Regions from separate parts of the Sus scrofa genome. Here regions 1, 2 and 3 are each linked to region 4. A link is a contact called in public HiChIP or PLAC-seq data. All regions are on one chromosome and are shown on one strand. Each heading gives the region's core, a stretch centred on a gene start, on an enhancer-like site or on the middle of the called end of the contact. The rest is flanking DNA. Distances are from core to core; before and after follow the strand shown.

Evidence for each region. HiChIP or PLAC-seq counts read pairs in DNA pulled down with a chosen protein or histone mark.
Region 1: an H3K27ac HiChIP or PLAC-seq map of alveolar macrophages shows a contact between it and region 4. The contact joins the enhancer-like site here to the promoter of LOC100524554 in region 4. A contact is called at or near these places in 4 of 5 promoter capture datasets (fetal liver, fetal skeletal muscle and liver), 29 of 47 Hi-C or Micro-C datasets (adipose tissue, alveolar macrophages, blood and 15 more) and 2 of 2 datasets of contacts at active chromatin or transcription factors (alveolar macrophages and skeletal muscle).
Region 2: an H3K27ac HiChIP or PLAC-seq map of alveolar macrophages shows a contact between it and region 4. The contact joins the enhancer-like site here to the promoter of LOC100524554 in region 4. A contact is called at or near these places in 17 of 47 Hi-C or Micro-C datasets (alveolar macrophages, blood, embryonic fibroblasts and 9 more) and 2 of 2 datasets of contacts at active chromatin or transcription factors (alveolar macrophages and skeletal muscle).
Region 3: a contact with region 4 is called in an H3K27ac HiChIP or PLAC-seq map of alveolar macrophages, with 8 times the contacts expected there. The contact joins the enhancer-like site here to the promoter of LOC100524554 in region 4. A contact is called at or near these places in 3 of 5 promoter capture datasets (fetal liver, fetal skeletal muscle and liver), 24 of 47 Hi-C or Micro-C datasets (blood, brain, embryonic fibroblasts and 13 more) and 2 of 2 datasets of contacts at active chromatin or transcription factors (alveolar macrophages and skeletal muscle).

The regions. Positions count from the first base shown.
Region 1 is chr3:55,455,674-55,458,373 of Sscrofa11.1, reverse strand. It overlaps KIAA1211L, which reads right to left. Exons shown (of 12, transcript XM_021087220.1): 7 at 2,568-2,700. Among named protein-coding and RNA genes, the nearest start is that of KIAA1211L, 110 kb to the right of the region's middle. Within about 2 kb of position 1,258, at least 6 of the 83 cell types and tissues checked have an H3K27ac peak or open chromatin away from gene starts, as enhancers often do. A contact at or near this core is called in alveolar macrophages, where this site is marked.
Region 2 is chr3:55,547,264-55,549,963 of Sscrofa11.1, reverse strand. The region is part of intron 2 of LOC110259978 (a long non-coding RNA gene); the gene reads right to left. Among named protein-coding and RNA genes, the nearest start is that of MGAT4A, 16 kb to the left of the region's middle. Within about 2 kb of position 1,258, at least 2 of the 83 cell types and tissues checked have an H3K27ac peak or open chromatin away from gene starts, as enhancers often do. A contact at or near this core is called in alveolar macrophages, where this site is marked.
Region 3 is chr3:55,868,079-55,870,778 of Sscrofa11.1, reverse strand. No RefSeq gene overlaps it. Among named protein-coding and RNA genes, the nearest start is that of CNGA3, 67 kb to the left of the region's middle. Within about 2 kb of position 1,273, at least 7 of the 83 cell types and tissues checked have an H3K27ac peak or open chromatin away from gene starts, as enhancers often do. A contact at or near this core is called in alveolar macrophages, fetal liver and liver, where this site is marked.
Region 4 is chr3:55,675,703-55,678,402 of Sscrofa11.1, reverse strand. LOC100524554 (cytochrome c oxidase assembly factor 5) reads right to left here and starts at 1,361. Exons shown (of 3, transcript XM_005655200.3): 1 at 1,143-1,361. The coding sequence starts at 1,241. UNC50 (protein unc-50 homolog) reads left to right here and starts at 1,408. Exons shown (of 7, transcript XM_013987864.2): 1 at 1,408-1,556; 2 at 2,589-2,700. The coding sequence starts at 2,593.

The sequences.
Region 1 (2,700 bases), core at 9-2,508, 220 kb after region 4:
CCCTCCAAGTCCTCTGGGGACACAGATCCCAGAGATGACGGATCCAGCCCAGAGCCTTGCCTGCAGTGGTGGGTACGTCACCTTTTGCCACCAGAGCTGTGCTGGCTCCCAGTTCCCTCATCATCCAGAGCAAGTCAGACCTGTCCCTTTGCCACCCACTATCCCATGTTTCCTACTTAAGGGCAGAAAACCTAGACAAGGACCTCTGAGATGTAATTTTACCTTAAACATCACTAAACCCATTTCATCACAGTTGCTACCTCATGTGACGGTGAGATTTTTCTGAAAAATACAGAGTTCCCATCGTGGCTCAGTGGTTAACGAACCCAACTAGTATCCATGAGGATTCAGGTTCAATCCCTGACCTTGCTCAGTGGATTAAGGATCCGGCGTTGCTGTGACTGTGGTGTAGGCTGGTGGCTACACCTCTGATTCAAACCCTAGCCTGGGAACCTCCATGTGCCATGGGTGCAGCCCTCAAAGAACAAAAGATAAATAAATAAATAAAATAAAAATAATTCCCTGAATTTCCTGAAAAACTCATTCCATCAGGATATGTCACCTTGTCAGTGTCATCAAATACTTGTTACTGAATACCTTTTTTTTTCATAATAATCTTCATTATGTTTCTCTGTTCAAGTATGTAGCCAGCAAAAGGTGTCACAACAGGAAAAGGAAATCAGCCCACAATCCCACCCTTTTGGGGTTTAAGGTACCATTATATCAAATACCATGTGTTATATAAACACATTTTAAAGGGTGCATTGTTTCCCCCTCTCAATTGCCCTTCTGTACCCCTAAAACTTTCAGGGTGCCAAATACAGACACAGTACCTTCAAAACCATGATGATAAAGATCATATTTTTTAAGTCTTAGAAAGGCTTACTTTTGGTTTCCTATGAAGCTAGAGGATTGTTCCTATTGCCCAATAATTGATAAAAATCTCAAGAACCTTGAAAAAAAAAATAACTTCACAGCAAAGGAGAGAGGTTGAGAAGGACACAGTGAGCCCGTATGCGTGGCTCCCAGGCACTGACTGTGGAGTCTGGGCATCACGGCACTTTGCAGGTTTGGAGCTGGGCTCATGCTTTAGTAAACAGACTTAGAAGCTACTGGCTCTCCTGTACCATCCTTTCCAGCTAAAGGGAGAGGTCCACGATGCTGGGGGAGTCAGAGAACCGGGTCAGGGTGGGGGAGGCATGAGGGTGAGTCCATTAACTATGGCTCACAGAGACGTCCCCGACCACATGGCCCATGACACACAAAGTCACATCTGCCCTTGAGGCTGCAAAGATGTGCGTGTCACATGACGATGACACCCTAGACAGCCATCAGCCTGTCAGCTTTCCCCTTCAGTGTGTGAAGGTGTTAGGGGTGCAGGGAGGGCCTGAGTCCAGGCAATGGGCCACCTTCCTCTTCATCTTCTCCTCCTTCTTGGTGAGGTGGGAGAGGGGTTGGGTGGCCCAGGCCTCTGACCGGCCCCTGGACCCTGAAGACCGCATTCTCGAGTGAGTCCCTCTCTAGCCTGCGGTGCAGGAACCCTCTTCCTGGGCGTATTCACCCTGGGCCACACCACACCCTTTCCTCTGCCTTCCGTCCGTGGTGCTCTGGGAACCCAAAACTGCACCTGAGTCAGGTAAATACCCCTTCTCCCACCTTTGCAGGGGGGCTTCCGGATGTGGGAGTCAAAGTGACCCCAGAATATGTTTCTGAGCAGCCCAGAATCTGCAGGGCTTCTCTGAGCATGGCCCTCGGCCAGGGCACACCAAGGGGGGTGGGGCGGGAGCTCTACGAACAGACCAGGATACCAATAACTCCAACTCCATCCACCCCACAGCGAGGCTCGTCTGCAGGGGGAAAATGACCATCTGCTTTATTCTTTCTGTACTTGGGTTCATAAATGATACATATTGTATCATAATGGTGGCACCAGGAGCCTCACTGTTTATACACAAAAAAGCTTAAGTCCTCTTCCTGGACGGCGAAGGGGGAGGGTGCCTTCTGGGATCAGCTCCCCACCCTGCTGAGGTCAGAAACCCCCCACCTTCTTGTCAAACTTTCCCTGTTGCCGTCTATCAGCGCCATGCCTCACATTCCCACCCCTAAACCAGCAAGTTCTCATCGTCCTAAACTCGGCTATGGGAGCCTAGACGAAGTCAAGGGTGTTCCCGGCCCCCTCCCCCTTCGGCCAAATGTCATGATGACAGACAACAGATCAGAGCTGTTCTCCTTCGTTTAGGTCAGACACCTGGTCTGGTCATCCGCTCAGGCAGGAAAAACGAGGTATCATGGTGATTGTATCAGACCTCTAACTGCCATGAAAAATGTTATCCAAACCATATCTCCTAACCAGACCTGAATTTCTGCTCAAAGAATGAAAATCCACACAGCCCGAGGGCTGACGGCAGGTTCTGGTGACCCCGTGGGATGCCTTCTAGTGGCACTGACCATGACTCAGCCACGGGAACCTTAGGGGAATTCACCGGGGCAAGCAGGGTCCCTGGCTGCCCTCTGTGGGGGGTGTGGATGGAGAAGCTGGTGGGGGGGCGGGGGGGGGCTGCACTTGCCTTTATGGTGGTTCCAGGACCCAGGTCGTGCAGCAGGGACATCTCGGGGGGGCTCCTGGGCAGACCGTCGTCCTCAGAGCTCATGCCGGCATCCTCTCCCCGCTTGGCTGGAAGGCTCCCCGGAGGAGGTGGT
Region 2 (2,700 bases), core at 9-2,508, 130 kb after region 4:
GTGGGACTCTGAAATTTCTACTAGGATGTGGCACCATGGGCTTATAATGAAAAAGTATAAGAACTACTCCTAGTTAATGGAAAAATAAATTGGAATTGTACTGGAAAAGTGCCCAAAAGAACTTGCCTCAAATGAGAACTGAGTCTTTATTAGAAAAATCAGATAAGAGTTTTTTTTTTTTTAAGTTGCTTTCAATCATCTAATGGTCCTTATAATTTACTGTTCCAATTGCCCTCCTATAAAGGGGCATTCCATTTTACAGTCAAATATTATTGTAATTGTGAAAGTTCCTCCTCCCCAGCAACCTGAAATAACTGTTCTTCTCAAGTGAAAGCTTCAAACTTGCCATGAATGATGTGCCAATTTCTTCTTCTTCCTAGCACTAAGGGAAAAGTCATCATCTTGGCCTCTGCAGAGAAGAACAAATATTTAGGAAGCTTCTTCCTCATGAACTTCAGCCTTTGCTATAGTTGCCATCTGACAACATATAATATTTATTTCCTGTTCATCAAATGTTTGCTGAGGGCTTATGGTATTCTGGAACACACAATTGAACTCAGGTCTTCAGTTTGTTTTGGGTGAGAGGTAAGGGCGGGAATAGAGCAAGAAATGAGGTTGCCAAGAAGGATTGGGGTTTGGAGTCAGTGTTTTTTGCAGGGGAGGATGTTGGGGGATTTGGTGCTGGCGTAGGAGTTTGGATTTGACTCAGTAGATGATATGAAGTCATTGGAAGTTCTGGAGAGTGACTGGTTAGAGGGTAGGGTCAGGAGGTCCTCCTGGTGGTAGGCAGCACAGTGGGTGGCAGCAGGTTGTGGGTGTGTGGGTGTGTGTATTCCAGGCAAGAGTTAATCCATCCTAATGGAGAGCTGCTATAGGGCCAGCTGAGAAGAGGGCAAAAGTGGCCTTGAGATTGTGAGGCCAGTGATGGGGCCAAAGGCAGCTTTCCAAACCAAGGCAGAGATCACAGGGAAGGAGAAGGTCAGATGGCAGGTGACGTCCACGTTGGCCCTCCTGAGTCAGAGCTGTTAAGAGATGCAGGCGTGTCGCCCTTTGGCAGGAGCCAGGCATGAACATGAGAATTTAACAGAAAGAGTAGGTGATGCCAGCAAGATGGGGACAGATGAGGGCTGAGAAGGAACCATTGGGTTTATCAACGAGTTCACTGGCCACCTTCACAAGGGACATTTCAGAGTAGGTCAGCAAAGGCTCCATGGCCATTTGCCAGGATGAGTGGGTGGCAAGGAAGTGAAGGCAGCTTGGGCTTGCTTTGTAGGAATAGAGTGGAGTCATTTTGCTTTGTTTCTAAGATCAGACACATTTGAAGAGCAAGAGAAAGGGGATCTAATGATAAATGGTCATCGCCCCCATCACAAGCTCCATTCTACTGAGAGTCTCCTTTTGGACTTGACAGCTTAGTATTCTGAGCCATTCCTATGCCTCTGCTATTTTTCTATAATTGCAAATAAGAATGAAATAAGAGTAAATAGAGCTAGCATTCCCAGAACATTCTCACTCTTCCAAGCATCACATGAAGAAATGTACACATATTAATTAATTTAATCTTCACAATGACACTAAAAGTTTGGGACTCTCATTTTGCCTGTTTACACAGCAGGAAACCAAGGCAAGAGACATTCAATAACTTGCCTAAATTCCCAAAACTAGAAAGTGGCTAGGCTAGAACATGGCCCAGGAGACCTGCAGGTGTCTGTACCCTTGACCGTGATGCTGACCTCCCCCAACCACGGCAATGGTCTTACAGAGTCTTAGGGATTTTGCAGAAACCAAATATAATTGTAGAAAGCTTTCAAACATTCCTTTTATGTTTAGACTGGCTCATGTTAGAGTGACATGGGCTAAGTTCAACATCACTTGCTCCAGGGCAAAGAGTTATGGAGGTGAGCTGGGAAATCTGCCAACATCACAAGCCCAGAAGTGGGGACCCCTGAAGCTAGGAGGAATCCTAAAGCCCCTCTGGCCAGGTACTTCCTTGCACATAAAAGAATGATCATTCAGAGCAGTAGAGCATCTTGGCCAAGATCATATACCTGGCGAAGGGCCACCTAAGACTGAAACTCAATATTCTGAGTCTTTCCACTGCACCCAAGGGGGCTAGAGTGAGGGGGACAGAGGAGGGGTGTATCCTGAGAGAGGAGGAAGCAGCGGGGCAAGGCTGTACACAGGAACCCAGCTCAAGGTGAGGGTGAGTGGTGCTGACCTGTCCACAGGCTGCAGCCCGCTTCCGGCCTTTTCCTGGGTCTGCATATTCCTTCCAGTCATTGGGCCTGACTCATTCTCTTTCTTTTTCCCCTACCCCCGCCCCCTACCTCCAGGTCACACACTCTCTGCGCCCAGACCAAAGCATAAGTGAGGCCTGGTACATGAATGCTTAAAGGATGTTTTATTACTTATTTTTATTTTTTAATTTATTTGAGTATAGTTGGTTTACAATGTTGTGCCACTAAAGAATGTTTTTAAAATAATTGATGAAAAGATACATGTGCCCCAATGTTCATAGCAGCACAATTTACAATATCCAAGATGTGGAGATCACCTAAATGTCCATCAACAGATGAATGGAAAAAGAAGATATGGTACATTTACACGATGCAATACTACTCAGCCATAAAAATAGAATGAAATAATGCCATTTGCAGCAATATACATGGATCTAGAGATTATCACACTAAGTGAAGTCAG
Region 3 (2,700 bases), core at 24-2,523, 190 kb before region 4:
CTGATGCAGGTTCCCTGGCGGAACTGTTGGGGGGCAGGGAGAGGTGATAGGACCTCAGAGGAGCAGGCTGGAGCTTTGGCTCTGGGGAACCCAAGCTAGCGAAGCTTCCAGTGCCTCAAGCTTAGAAAGCCCCAAAGTAGCCAGACCTCAAGGAACCAGCAGGGCTAAACAAAAGATATCTTGGCAGTAACCAGTATAAAGATCATCTGAAAATATTTAACTCAACTGATTCAATATGGGAGAGACCTGCTCCATCCCCCTGAAGCCCTGGCCCTCAGACATCTGAGGCTACCAACTCCCAACATTAAGCAGGGCCAGGAATCTCTTGTAACTTCATCAGGCAAACGTGTTCCTCTCAGACTCTCCTGCCATGTTTCTATCAAATAGAAGCCAAGGCAGCTTCCTTCTCTGGGTCTGGAGACCCTGAGGAAGAGGAGAATTGCAATTCATGATGAGTAAAAGGGGGAAGAAAAATGCTTCTCTGAAGTTCAGGGTGTGACTCTGTCTAGAAAAGTTGATAACTCATCCCTGTTGCCTAGCAACCCTACTTCTGGCTCCATATTATAGGATAGCTTCCACATTTGTGTACCCAGAGACTTGCACAAATGTTTAGTGCAGCATTGTTTTAATACACAAAAGAAAATACCCTAAATACCAGAATCTATGGACACCCTTGTAGCCTGCAGTTATTACAAGAGTGCAGGGGCACCCCTCTCCTTTCTATTTAAAACGAGAAATATCCTGCCATCTTGGTCTTAAACAGGAGCATTCCACTTTGCACCCCGGGTCCAGCCTGCCTTCCAAGATCACGCGCGAGCAACTTGAGCAACACTTGTCCACCCACCCCCACTCTCACTCCCCACCCCGCTGGATGTTGCCTCTTGCTCAACTGCACACAAACACCATCGAGCGGGGGAAGCCTCTGAGAACCACTCCTGAAGCCCAGCAACACTCCCAGAGCCCTCCAGAAAAGTTTTTTAAAATGCCATGTAATTGCCAGACTCATGGGGTTTGCATAGCGCCGCTGGGGCACAGATGGTTTGCAGAGGGCTCTGGTGCAAGACAGGGAATCTGAAAAAACAGAAGGAGCACTCCGGAGGGCTTCTCAGCTCTGCAGCCTCTTCTCTGCAAAGAAAAGCAAGTGGCTTTTGGAGCCTAGATTGTGGGTTTCTGGCGTCTGGTGTCTGCCCCAGGTGGGTGAGGTTGGTGCAGAGGCCAGAGCAGGCTTTCTGAAGGGAGGGACTGGTGCCACCCACTAGTGGGTGGAGCTGGGTCTGGGCCCTCTGGTAGGCAGGGCCGTTTCTAGGGGCGTGTCTAGAGGCAGCTGTGGGCTGGGAAAGTCTTTAGGCGGCCAGTCTGTTAGTGGGTGGGACTATGCTTGAGGCTTCCCAACACTGGCACCTATAGGCGGTTGAATGAGATGGTTGGGTGGCGCCAGGCCCTGAGGTCAACTAGCCAAGATGGCAGCTACCAGGCGTGTTCACCTGGTTGAATGCTCCCAAGCATTGCTGCCAGTGTCTATGTCGCCCAGGTAAGCCACAGCTGAACGACTCACCCCTCCTCTCCAGGAGACTCTCCAAGACCAGCAAGTAGGTCTGGCTCAGGCTCCTATCAAATACTGCTTTTGCCCTGGGTCCTGGCGTAGGTGAGAGGTTTTGTATGCAGCTTTTAAGACTGAAGTCTCGGAGTTCAGAGCCCTTGTGGTTCTGCAGGTTAAGGATGTAAGGATGCGGATTTGTTCCGTCCCTGACGTCCCTTGGTGCTTTAAGGATCTCACATTGCCCCAAGCTTCGGCATAGGGCACAGATGTGGCTCAGCTCTGGTGTTGCCGTGGCTGTGGTATGGGACTCAGCTGCAGCTCCGATTCGATCCCTAGCCCAGGAACTTCCATATGCTGAAGGTGTGGCCAAGAAAGAAGGAAGGAGAGAAAGAAAGAGTGAAGTCTCTATTCTGTCCAGTCCTTTAGGGCTCCTGAAATTAAGCCCTGCTGGCTTTCAAAGCTAAATGCTCTGGGGACTCCTCTTCCTGGTTCAGGACGCCCAGGCTAGGGAGCCTTAGTTGGGGCTCAGAACTCTCACTCCTGTGGGAGAACCTCTGCAATATAATTATTTTCCAGTGTGTGGGTTGCCCACGAGTATAGGGTTTGATTATATCTCGAGTCCACCTCTCCTGTCTAGTTGTGCTTCCTTCCTATGTCTTTAGTTGTAAAAGATCATTTCTGATAGGTTTTAGTCTTTTTCATCAGTGCAAATAGTTGTGATTTTAGTGAGCTCCTGAGAGGAAATGAGCTCAGGATTTTTCTACTCTGCCATCTTGGCTAGTCTCCCCTCAACCTCTCAAATCTGACCTACACTTTGGTACCTCAACCTTAGATATGAGTGTCAGACCTCAAAAATAGTCATGGGCCTTGAACCAAACCCTGAACTTGAACATTGGAAGTAAACTTTAGACCTTGCACCTGAATCTTAAACCTGGACTTGAAGCCAGAACTCAGACCTAGACCTTGACCTGATTTTTGGACTGTAATCAGATGTAAACCTGGTCATAGGCTTTGGCTATTGACCCTGTCTTTGTACATGGGCTTGGACCTGAAAATCAGACACCATACCTCAGTGTGTGCTTGAATTTGTCCTGAACCTTGAATATGACCTTAAACCTGATCTTTAGTTACAGATATGTATCTTGATACATTGTCCTTAA
Region 4 (2,700 bases), core at 112-2,611:
AGATAATCTCTTACATTCATATCTGCTCTGAAGTTTTACCAGACACCGGGAGGCCAGTCTGGCCAACCGCCCCAATCAGGGAACCAAACGTAAAGCAGAAATCAGTAGAAACACCTGATATAACCTCTGGGGGTAGTTATTTTTTTCTTTGAAATAAGGGCAACCTTTTTCTTCTTCTTTTTTTTTTTAAGGGCCCCACGAGTGGCACACTTAAGTTCCCAGGGTAGGAGTCGAATCAAGAGCCACACAGGATCCGAGGCGAGTCCGGGACCAACACCACAGCTCAGAGCAACGCCGGATACCTAACCCAATGAGCAAGGCCAGGGATGGAACCCGAGCCTCAAGGATACTTGTCGGGTTTGTTACCCGCTGAGCCACAATGGGAACTCCGAGGGCAACTTTCTGAAATCATATCTCCAAATGCAAAAATAATTACTGACTACCCTCTCACCAGGCTGTTTTAATTGGAAAATGTTTTTGTGCTTTAATTGGTTTTCAGGCCAGAACCCAGCTCCCCCGTCAGCTCTGAAACCCACTGCATTCAAATTGGCTCCTGAGAAGAGCTGTGGCTGTAGTGACGGAAAAACCTGAGAATAACCTTCCATTACCGCACAAAACCAGCAGTAGGGGGAGCTCTAAGATACAAAGTGGAGAAAAGGCGCTTACAACTTACCCAGGAGTGCACGGAACTCCAGCTCAACAACAAATTCTAACCAACACAAGGCAAAACATAGTATCTTTTCAGCCACAACTGAACAGAGAAAAACGAAGCTACTAGCCAACACAGTGTGCCAAGCTCTAACTTACTGATTCTTATCAGTTGAATAGGAAACCTGTCTATTCTCCTTCATGCCTCCAAAACCTAGCAGAGTGGCAGCATTCAATGCCTATTTTCGCAACTGAAACGGTTTCCCTTTTACAAAAACCAATAGGGAGGTATCTTTATCTCCAATTTCACACCGTTGGAAAGTGAGGCTTAGACAGCGGATTTGCCCAAATTCATTAAGTTGTTGCGGCGCTCAATACCCAGGTCGGAGAACTCAGAGGCACGTCTTTTAACCGCCAGCGGCCTGAGCGGGGCCCTTCGCCGGCCCCGCCTCCCGCTTCGGGCTTCGGTCACCCCGAGCCCCCGGCCGCGCTACCTGGAGCACGCAGTCCGACTGCAACAGACACGCGCCCAGGTCCTCCTTCACGCCCGCGCACGCGCCGCCCTCCGGCTTGTCCTCGTAATACCGAGGCATGACCGCGCCTCCCGCCCGCCGCGGCCGGGACACACACGAGTCTGCAACCGAGCCCGACACGGTAAGACGCCAGCGACCCCGCACAGGGCGGAACCGGAAGCCGGCAGCAACCACTTCCGGCGAGCGCGCTTTGGAGGGCGAGACCCAGAGGCCGCGCTTGCGCACGCGCGGCGAAACTGGGTCACGTGACGTGGTGCGCCTCCAGCGTCGCCGACGTTGCTGAAAGGGAAGTTGGTCCAGCGGCTGCTGAGCTCGGCTGCTGCGCGGATGTGCTGGGTCAGTTTGGAGCGGGTGGAGGTCGCCGCGGGGCTCTAGGTGAGACCTGCCGATCGTCGGTTCCGCGCACGTCTTGGGCTCGCCCCGGGCCTTTTCCTCTGCCGTCTCACTGCCCTGGGTCACCTGGCCCTAGAGTGACCGCGCCCAGGTCCGGCTGCTCGGCCTGTGGTAGGACTGCCAGGCAAAATCAAGGAGGCCAGTTACAGTTGAATTTCAGATAATTCAGTAATGTTTTGCTATGCGTATGTGCCACGTAGTGTTTGGGACCTGCTTATACTAAAAATTACTCCTGTATTTGAAATCCAGATGTAACTGGGCGCCCAGTGTTTTTATGCTTAATCTGGCCGTTCTATCCGCGGCCCGGGTCAGCGGGAAGCAGCTGGGCCTGGAAGGCGCTGCTGGCGTCCCGGTGGCCTGGGGCGTGAAACTGGGCACTGAGCTGCTGGCACGGAGCGTGGGGGCTGGACTCCCACGCTGTCATTCCCCACCTAAACCACTTACTTTGGAGTTTTGGTTTGTTTTGACATCACATTCTAGGGAATGAATTACGTGCTGGTTATACACTGATGGACCTGTCTGATAGGGCATTTATTTTACCTCGTCCATAACATGGTTTCTGTTTGGCTTAAGCAAAGGCTTTCCCCTAAAAGCCTTAGTTGGTTAAGAGCAAAAATTGAAGGGTGGAATTTTGAGCCAGAGTACGTGAGTTGGAAGTTTGTTTCCAACACTAGCTCTGCTCTTAAGAGGGTCACTTCATCCTCCAGCGCCTCCGTTGTCGCTCTCAGCAGTAGCTCGCTGGGACCGTGGTTGAGGATCTAGGGAAGCGAAGTGTGGGGAATGGATGGACCGTGTAACAGTTCAGAAGGGCGTGGGGCAGCCCTTGCCTGAAGTGTAATCAGTTCTCCAGCCCCCAAACCGGCCTCAAAACCACCTGCATCCCCTTTTAAGCCCTCTTCTTAAGGATCCGAGCCCAAATGTAAAGTGATCTCCCACCTAAATAATTCAGAAGAGGGGTGCTAGCCAGCCATTCCTTCGGATAACTTGTAAAAGAGTTTTTTCTCTTCCATCTAGGAAGATGTTACCAAGTACTTCAGTGAATTCCCTATCCCAGGGGAATGGAGCACTGAATTCCAGGGATGCAGCGAGGCACACAGCTGGAGCAAAACGCTACAAATACCTGCGC